2 separate regions of the Sus scrofa genome follow, and region 1 is linked to region 2. Evidence: chromatin contacts called from public HiChIP or PLAC-seq data. All regions are on one chromosome and are shown on one strand. Each heading gives the region's core, a stretch centred on a gene start, on an enhancer-like site or on the middle of the called end of the contact. The rest is flanking DNA. Distances are from core to core; before and after follow the strand shown.

The links. HiChIP or PLAC-seq counts read pairs in DNA pulled down with a chosen protein or histone mark.
Region 1: a contact with region 2 is called in an H3K27ac HiChIP or PLAC-seq map of alveolar macrophages. The contact joins the promoter of EIF4E here to the promoter of METAP1 in region 2. A contact is called at or near these places in 1 of 5 promoter capture datasets (liver), 17 of 47 Hi-C or Micro-C datasets (alveolar macrophages, blood, brain and 7 more) and 2 of 2 datasets of contacts at active chromatin or transcription factors (alveolar macrophages and skeletal muscle).

What each region holds. Positions count from the first base shown.
Region 1 is chr8:121,406,314-121,410,975 of Sscrofa11.1, forward strand. It overlaps EIF4E (eukaryotic translation initiation factor 4E), which reads left to right and starts at 3,320. Exons shown (of 7, transcript XM_003129314.5): 1 at 3,320-3,444. The coding sequence starts at 3,427.
Region 2 is chr8:121,350,322-121,354,598 of Sscrofa11.1, forward strand. METAP1 (methionine aminopeptidase 1) reads right to left here and starts at 2,291. Exons shown (of 11, transcript XM_003129313.5): 1 at 1,983-2,291. The coding sequence starts at 2,096.

The sequences.
Region 1 (4,662 bases), core at 2,070-4,569, 57 kb after region 2:
TTTTAGGGCTTTCTTAAAGGAACATCACTGTAGAAAATAACAGTAACAATTAAAAAAATAGAGTATAAAGTATAACCAGGTTTAAAAGAGAATGAAAAAGGTTTATAAGAAGTTAATGTTAACTAGAGGCAGTTTAGATTATATCTAAAGTTAATATGCAGCATTAAATATTAAGGATCATTTATTATACAATTTCATGTCATCATGCTCAAAGCCTATTCATTTTAAGAAAAAGGATTGCTTACTACTAGTCAGAGACTGATAGAGGCATCTAAATTAACAGAATGTCTAAAATTACAAGGCCTGTTTAAAAAAAAATCTTAGGCAGGGGACACAGCCAATGAAAGAAAGAAAAGAAAAATCCTAGACAGGGTAGCAGTGATATTTTTGAGGGATCGACTGATCATAGCAAATGTAATTAGTTTGAACCATAGTTGAACAATGCCCAGCAAAACAATGACTTTGGTTATCTAGAAAACCTAAATAAAATACATGATAAAAATGATGTGATGTTTTTATTATGCATTCTATTACATTATTTAACGTCTTTTTACCGTGAGTTAAAATCTATAGACTAGTAATAAAGCAGCCTCAGGAAAATATGTAGAGAAAAGATAATGACTATTTTTACATTCTTAAATGATGACCAATAATTTAGGCTTATAAATAATTGTTACCATGATATTACACTGGGCTATTAGTTATGTATTAACTAGATAATGAGATCAAGTAGAATAGTATCTCAATACCATTTCCCACTTAAAAAAATCTTTTTATTCTCTTTTCTTTAAATGCAAACACAAATATGGTAGTAATGTAACAAATGTACATTTGTAGATTAATATAGTATAAATTTTCTTCTCTGTACATTTCAGATTGGCCAAAACAAAACCATAGACACACATAGATTAAAAACTTAATCACCAAGTCTTTGACATGGTGGAATCTAATAGTGATGTTAAGCAAGGACACATGAATATGCCACAAAACACATGCAACAAAATACATACAAAATGAGAGAAATTAAGCTCTGAAGAATAGGTGCATATATATGCACCATAGAAGTACTAGGATGATTACCAAAAGTGAAGAGTGTTTTGATCAAGAGAGTTAATAAAATGGGAGCTATCATTAAAGTTTGAGAATATCAGTGGTTTTCAGTCCCATATAGAGATTGAAGTGTTTTTAAATTTTAAATCTGTTATCTAGCAGCATTGGGAAAATAATACATCTATATTATCTCCTCAAAGATATTGAGATACTACTTTTTTTTTTTTTAGGATGGCACCCACAGCATATGGAGATTCCCAGGCCAGGGGTCCACCTGGAGCTACAGCTGCCGGCTTACACCACAGCCATAGCAACATCAGATCCAAGCCGAGTCTGCAACCTACACCACAGCTCACAGCACGGCCAGATCCTTAACCCACTGAGTGGGGCCAGGGATGGAACTGACAACCTCATGGTTCCTAGTCGGTTTCACTTCCACTGCGCCACAACAGGAACTCCCATCAGATACTACTTTTAACTAACAGAAGATATCACTGGGATTGCCTATAATTACTTTGGATAGTTTAATTAAGAGCACATAGTCTCTGCAAATAGAAACCTCTTTATCCAATTTGTTTTATTTTATTTTTTAGAACTCTATTACTTTAAACCTACTAGAGCTAAGCTGACTGGACCAAAGCTTTCATTAATCATCTCTGACATCCAGGTAAACCAAAGCATATGAGCAGGAAATGGTTTTGAGCTCTTATTACAGTCTCAATTATGTGTTAGTCAACTCAAGCAACCATTATGTACTCAATAATAGGTATGACACAGCTCTGGACATCAGCAGCACTAAAGCAGGCAGGCACAGGTAGCCTGATTATACTGATTTTTCTGGTGTTAACATTCTTAAGAAGCATGGGAAATAGTAATGATATAATATCTTCCTCATTAAAATCTTGCAGTAGCACTCTGCTAGATTTCTTCTGTTTTTTTATATGGATAACCAGACTGTGCAGAGTAAGACTGTCTTCAGAAATGACAGCACAAGCAAAAAAAAGAAAAAAAGAAAGAAATGACAGCACAGTATCTTAGCGGGGAAGAAAACGTCGGATGTCACTCTGGGGATAAACCTCTAATTGCCAGTGATTATAACAATATTTTCCTAAACATTAAAGCCTCTATGGAGGGTAGCTAGTTATAAAAACATTGTCTCGAAACTTTTAAAATTGCATTGGTGTACATGATAATGTAACAACATAAGCAAAAGAAAAATTTAAAACATTGTTTAAAGAACAGTAAGGGAAGCAGCTGATCCTTACGAAGGCACGAGGTTGCTTATTATGAAGCATTTATAGAGTCTGATGCATTTTCAAAGCTGGTTACAATCATTACCACAGCATACCCTTGTGAGGTAAGTGTATTACCATCTGTGGTTCATAAATGAAAAAGCTGAGGCACTGAATGATTAAGTCACTTGCCTAAGGAGAATGAGTCAACGTCAAGAGTCATAGTTGACCCAGCCTAACGACTCCTGACGGTCAGTCCAGGGCTTAGTCAGCGGGGGCCGGAGTGGCTTCCCTGGCTGGCACCTGGACTTGGGCTATTTCCCTTCACGTCGAAGCAGAACAGTGCAATCGAGAGGACAGAACTTCAGATAATTTTTACTTCCACGCAAGATTTAGCCCTGAGATTTTAATCTCAGGAGTTGGAACACGAAAAGCTGTCGGGTGCACTCCCCCTCCCCCGAACTGTGGCAAGTGGTTACTGTGGGCGGTTCCGCCACTCCCTTTCGCAGTGATGGCAATGAGTGACCACCAGCGTTAGCGGAGCCGGGGGACGGGGGAGGGTTGATTGCTTAACGATTTTCCCTCGCCGCCTCTTTTTGGAACTAAGAGAAAATGGTGGGAAGTCAAAAGAAAATTAAATAAACACACAGGCAACTTGTCCTAGGACCTCAACTAAGCAAATGAAGCCTTATTGTGCGTGTTGAGCCTACAGTTCCCAACCTTCCGAGGAAGATGGGAGGACAGGGCGACAAAGGGCACAGGAGGCATGCCTGGCAGTGAGTGCGACAGCAACTACCCAGGCGGAAGAGCAGAGGACTGAAAGCCACCCTCCAGCACGCGAGTGTCCGCTGCGCCGAGAACCGCGCACGGTACCCACCGGCCACGTGACCAGTCTTTTTTTTTTTTTTTTTTTTAAACTTCCTAGCCTAAAAAAAAGAGACAGGGAGAGCGAGCCACCGAGAGAGCGACTCCACTTCCCAGAAGCCTCTTGTTAAACACGCAGCTGCAGTCTTGCGCAGGCGCCGCCAGGGCCAAACGGACACGTCCGTCACGTGAACAGTAGCCGGCCAATCCGGTTTGAATCTCATTTTTTTCCTCTCACCCCCTCCCTTCAGGAGCGGTTGTGCGATCAGATCGATCTAAGATGGCGACTGTGGAACCGGTGAGTATTGCCTTTGGCCCCCACCCCCACCGGTCCCCGCGCTCCGTCTCCTTTCGGACTGAAGGATCCCGCGGGACGGCGTTCCCAGCGCGCACGCTACCCCTTGCCGCCCCCTCCCCCTCTTCTTTGGCCTGACCTCCCTGCGGACAATTGGGGGCGCCCCGGAGGCTGGCCGCCACGGCGTGTAGAGCACACGTTCTGGTGGGGGCCCGCGAGCTAGGGGAGAGATGTGGGGGAGGGGCGGCGCGGCTCCCCCTGTGGAGCCGCAAGGTGTCTATAAGGGTGGTGCGTGATCCGGCCTCTGGGCGAGGTGTGTGGGAATCGTGCCTTTGCGATGGGAAGGCGCGGGCCCGGCTCCGAACGAGCGCCAGGATTCGCAGGGACGGTGGGCGGCGAGCCGGCCTGGAATGAGATGGAGGAGGGAGCCTCGGAGCAGCCTTTCCCTCTCTCCCTCCCGAGCTCTGGCTCAGGGGCTTGGGTTCCGGGCGCGCGCCGGGATTTCTTAGACCGGTGGGCCAGGGAGCCGGTGAGCGCGCGGTGCCACGGGGTGGGTTGGGCGGGAGTGGTGCCGCGGCACGCGCGGAGAAGGTTCTTCCTCGCCGAGGGGAGCCGAGAGGGGCGAGCGCATGTTACTCCAGCATGTCCGAGAGTTGTCGGGGTTGGCGACCCGGGAGGCGAGAAAGGTTTCGGGGTGGGGAGGAGAACCCTTGGTGGCGCGGTAAAGCTCTGAGAGTAGGGTGAAGGGTGCTGGTGGTTGGAAGGGGGATCACATTGTCCTCGCCCCTCCATGCTTGAGCCTGGGCTGTCATGGAGGAGGGAAGGGGGAGGAGCGAGGCCTGCTGATAGCTGCTGGGGCTGGTCGGCTTGCCGGCCGGACCTGCGGCATTTCACACGCGCCTGTCTTCCATTCATTCATCCTTTCCGCGCTGTGCGCACGCCTCAGAGAGTGCGAATGGGTGTAGATCCATCTGTTCTTCCGCGGCTTTATCCTCTGGAAGAGTTCTCAGACACTGTTTAACTTAACTTTTAAAGTTAGGTTTCTGTTTGATTTTTTTTCTTTATCCGTTCTCCTGGCTTTCTTCCCAGTTCAGGCACCATCTTAAACTTATTTTAAGCAGGCTGATCCCAGAGCACAAAGTTGATAGTTACCGCCCAAAGGAGAGAGTATGTTTGTCATAGTTTGGGTTTGCCGGCACTGACTCACGGAAACTTCTAGGC
Region 2 (4,277 bases), core at 1,041-3,540:
AGGTAGTAAGAGGAATGAAGAAAGAGAGACAATGTAAACTACATTATCCTATTCGGCCAGTCAGGATGTGTTTGGCTACAGGTATAGCAATGGTATCAAAAATGTACCTACAGAATCCAACATGAAATACTTCCCATCCTACAGTACTGAGGACACCTTGCATGTTTTCACAAGTGTGTTGACATTTTCCCACAAACCCCAATGAGCCAACGTTCCCTCTGCTGAATAATACCATACCTAAGAGAATCCCACCTTTCCTTGATGAACATGGTTTCATAAGTGTCTGTACCTATTAATTCATTTAGCATTACAAAATGCCAACTAACTTTAAACAATGTAAACCACATGATTCTATTCAGACAGTACACAATTTTCAAAAGCATGCTGCTAGGGGTCTTTTTGGTTGTGGTTTGAAGTCCAGGTCCCACATTGACCTCAACAAATTATAGAATTTGACAATTATTTTAAAGAAACAAAAGGACTCAGACCAGTTTAGTACGTTGAGTAGTCCCAATGCTATTTTTAGAATGAGCAACACTTCATGTGCAACTTTTTCCAAACGATACTAACAAGGTCAAGGATCATGTCCTATCTGAAAACAAGACCTGTGCAACTTAGCTAGGATCTCTTATCTACAAGTGTTGGGCCTTAAGGATCTTATTTACATGTTAATTTTACATACACCTTATGTTTACATTTTATATTTGAAATAATATCATTGTTTATTGTTTATATGTTTGTCTTTATTCTATTTATTTATTCATACAGTGCTACATAAACGATTAATGTTTTACCAGCATTTCACATTCACTGAGTAATATGTACCTCAGAACAACCTTGTGAACTATGTAAGTAAAAGTATCATCTTCCCCTCGGTACAGTGGTGGGATTGGAGCTCAGAAAGATTAAGTAACTTGATTAGTTCAAGATCTTACAGTCACCGGCAAGGGCAGGGCCTTGACCAGACTTTCGGACTCTTTGTTCACGCTCTCCTCCCCCAAGAACACTACCAATTTAGTACTTGAATATTCATGTGTCTCTCTTCAAGAAACCTGGTCTGTAACTAAAAGCCAAACTACGCTGCCGGGCCAATACTCTAAGCGTCAAAATGTGCCCGCAATACTAGCACTCCTCAGTAAACATAAACACGAGCACACGTTTCAGTCCGGACCCCTTTCAATGCTGGCTTTGCTCCACTGCACAAAACTTACTAAAATACACTACGGCCTTAAAGCATAACCCTTAATGGAACTGTCTTTTTCACTCAGAGGGAAACTGGGTAAAACAGAAGGACTCACCCTGTTAGTTTACGGTCTTGTAAATTAATAATTTTGGATGCCAAAGGAAAAAAATGAATTACACAGACTCTCTCCATTCCTCAACCCCAAAGTTGCTTAAGTGTCAGTGCGCAGCAGTAAAACCTAGGAACAGAGGTGGGGCTGGAGCTAGGATTCCTCCTCTCTGCGACTCCATGGTCCCAAGCAACTCACTCCTCAAAGCCCAGCTGGTGTCTTCTGACCCCCAATCCCGTCGGGACCGGGGTACTACCCGCCCCGCAGCCCCCCGCGACCAAGATCAGAGCCCTGCCAGGAGCTGGGGCTGTGGTGGCTCACACGGCTGGGGCTGCCCCCTTCCCGCGGCGTCCCCATCTGTCTTGCGGAGCCCGCACACCTGGCCCCGAAACACAGCGCCCTAAGACTGCCGGGTACCCAGGGCAAGTCAGCTTCCGCCCCCAGCCCACGTGGCCGCGGCCGACCGCGCCCCCGCCCCCCCGCGTGCGCCCTGCGCAGCCGGGGTCCGAAGGGCCGGGGATTCCTCAGGGGCGAGAAGGGGCAGCGGCACTGCAGACGAGGTGGGAAGGAAGCGCGGCCGGCGCGCCCGCCTGGGGAAGAGGAGGAGCGTGTCCCGACCGGCCGCGAGGACAGGCGGGGAGGGGAAGGGGTCGGTGGCGGCGGCGGCGCCTCGGGGGGGCGGGTGTCTACCTGCGAGCAGAAGTATGAGCCCTGGATGCCCAGCTTGATGCAGGTGGGACACTGGAGCTTGGCCTCACTGCTGCAACCATCCGTCTCGCACACACGCGTCTCCACGGCCGCCATGCTGCCTGGCTGCTGGAGGAGCGCCTCACGGAGGAAGAAGGGGAGGGGGAGGGAGAAACGGCTGGGCGGAGGGAGGGCAGAGGAGGGGAGGGAGGCCGAGCCGGGGGAGGAGCTCAGCCCGCCCCGCCTGGGCGCGGGAGGAGGAGAAGCGCCAGACCACGCTGCGCGCCCCGCTCCCGCCCAGCGCGCAGCTGGCGCCCCGCCCCGCGGCCTTCGCCCCGCCCACTGCCCGCGGCCCCCGCCTCCCGGAGGCCGGCGTGCACGTGGGGGCCGCCGGAGAGCTTCAGGGAGCCCAGCGTCCGCGTGTCCTTTCCCCGGCTAGCTCGCCCGCCTGGTGGTGTCGGAGAAGGCCCGGGGCGGCCGACTAGGAGAGGCCTTCACGCCTCGCGTTCTCTGTGCCTAGAGAGAGCTCCCCAGTCCCTTACTGACTGGATCCCAGGGTCTTGAACGTCTCCCACACTCTCAGACGGTTGAAAAGGGCACTTGGCTCCTCTGTTTTGGTCCACCCGGCAGCTCCTTGGAAAAGGAAAGTAATTCTCTTTTTAAAGTTCTTTTTCTCGCTCATAGTGTCTGTTCTAAGGCCCAAGAACAACTGCTCATTCACAAAAAAGGAAGCCAGGGAACTGTCAATGAAGAGGTGGGTTGGGATTTGCGTCCGCGCTCCCTCCTGCGGTATTTCTTTTCACACCACCCCCCTCCATTCACAGTGTACGGTGCTGGAGATGGTAACACAACCTCTGGATATTCAATACAAACCATATTTTTTCGTGTTATCTCATTCCATTGTTTACTAAGTATCTAGGAAACAATTGCAGTGATCATGAAATGTCAGAGTTGAAAGGAGCTTCAGAGGTCCTCTATGCAAACCTGTTGCTTAAATCTCTTAAACTACATCACACATCTTCCATTTTCTGACTGGTGCTTGAATACCTCCTGTCACTAGGAAAGAGAGAGGAACTAATATTTATTGATAATCAACTAAGTGCTGTGAGGAGTTACCATTGTGGCTCAGTGGAAACAATGCAAATAGTGTCCATGAGGATGCGGGTTCGAGCCTTGGCCCCACTGCATGGATTGGGGATCCAGTAATAACTGTGGAATGTGGTGTAGGTCGCAGATGAGGGTCAGATCCTGCGTTGCCATGGGCTGTGGCTCTGATTTGACCCCTGGCCTGGGAACTTCAATGTGCCATGTGGGTGTGATCCTTAAAAAAAAAAACTAAGTGCTGTGAACTTTGTGTTATCTTAGTGCATACTTTTTTAAACATTTTCATATTTGATAGACGAGAAAAGCTCATATTTTTAATGTCTTTGTTATATAGGCAAAACAAATAATATAATAAAATCAAATAATAATTTTTTTTGTCTTTTTAGTGCTGCTCCTGAGGCATACGGAGGTTCCCAGGCTAGGGGTGGAATGGGAGCTGTAGATGCCAGCCTGTGCCACAGCCACAGCAATGCCAGATCCCAGCCACCTCTGCAATCTACGCCATAGCTCACTGCATTGCCAGATCCTTAACCCACTGAGCGAGGCCACGGATTGAACCTGCATCCTCAAAGATATTAGTCAGATTCATTTCCTCTGAGCCACCATGGGAATGCCTCAAGTAATGAACTCTAAAATGTTGTATACACGTAAGCAAAAAGAAATCAACCACCAAATATAGGTATATATGTGTGTATATGTTATGTGTATATGTGTATATAGTACATATATATGATATTTTTTAACAAAACTGGACCATACTATGCAGAATATTTAGTTCCCTGTTTTCTTCAATTATGTTGTGAACTTCCTTTATGGCCATCAAATATACTTTTACCACATAATTTTAACATCTGCAAAATATTCTGTTGTATGAGTAATTTACAAAGCCAAATTCACTAATAATAAACATTTAGGTTATTTTTAATTGTTATAAACAAGGTTTTTGCGAATACGTTTCCAGTTTGAACTCTGCATAAATCCTTATTAGGGTATATTCTGTTTTTTGTTTTTTTCTTAGGGCCGCACCTATGGCACATAGAGGTTACCAGGCTAGGGGTCTAATCGGAGCTACAGCTGCTGTCCTCTGCCACAGCAACACCAGATCTGAGCCGCCTCTGTGACCTACACCACAGTTCACAGCAATGCCAGATCTTTAACCCACTGAGTGAGGCTAGGGATCGAACCCGCGACCTC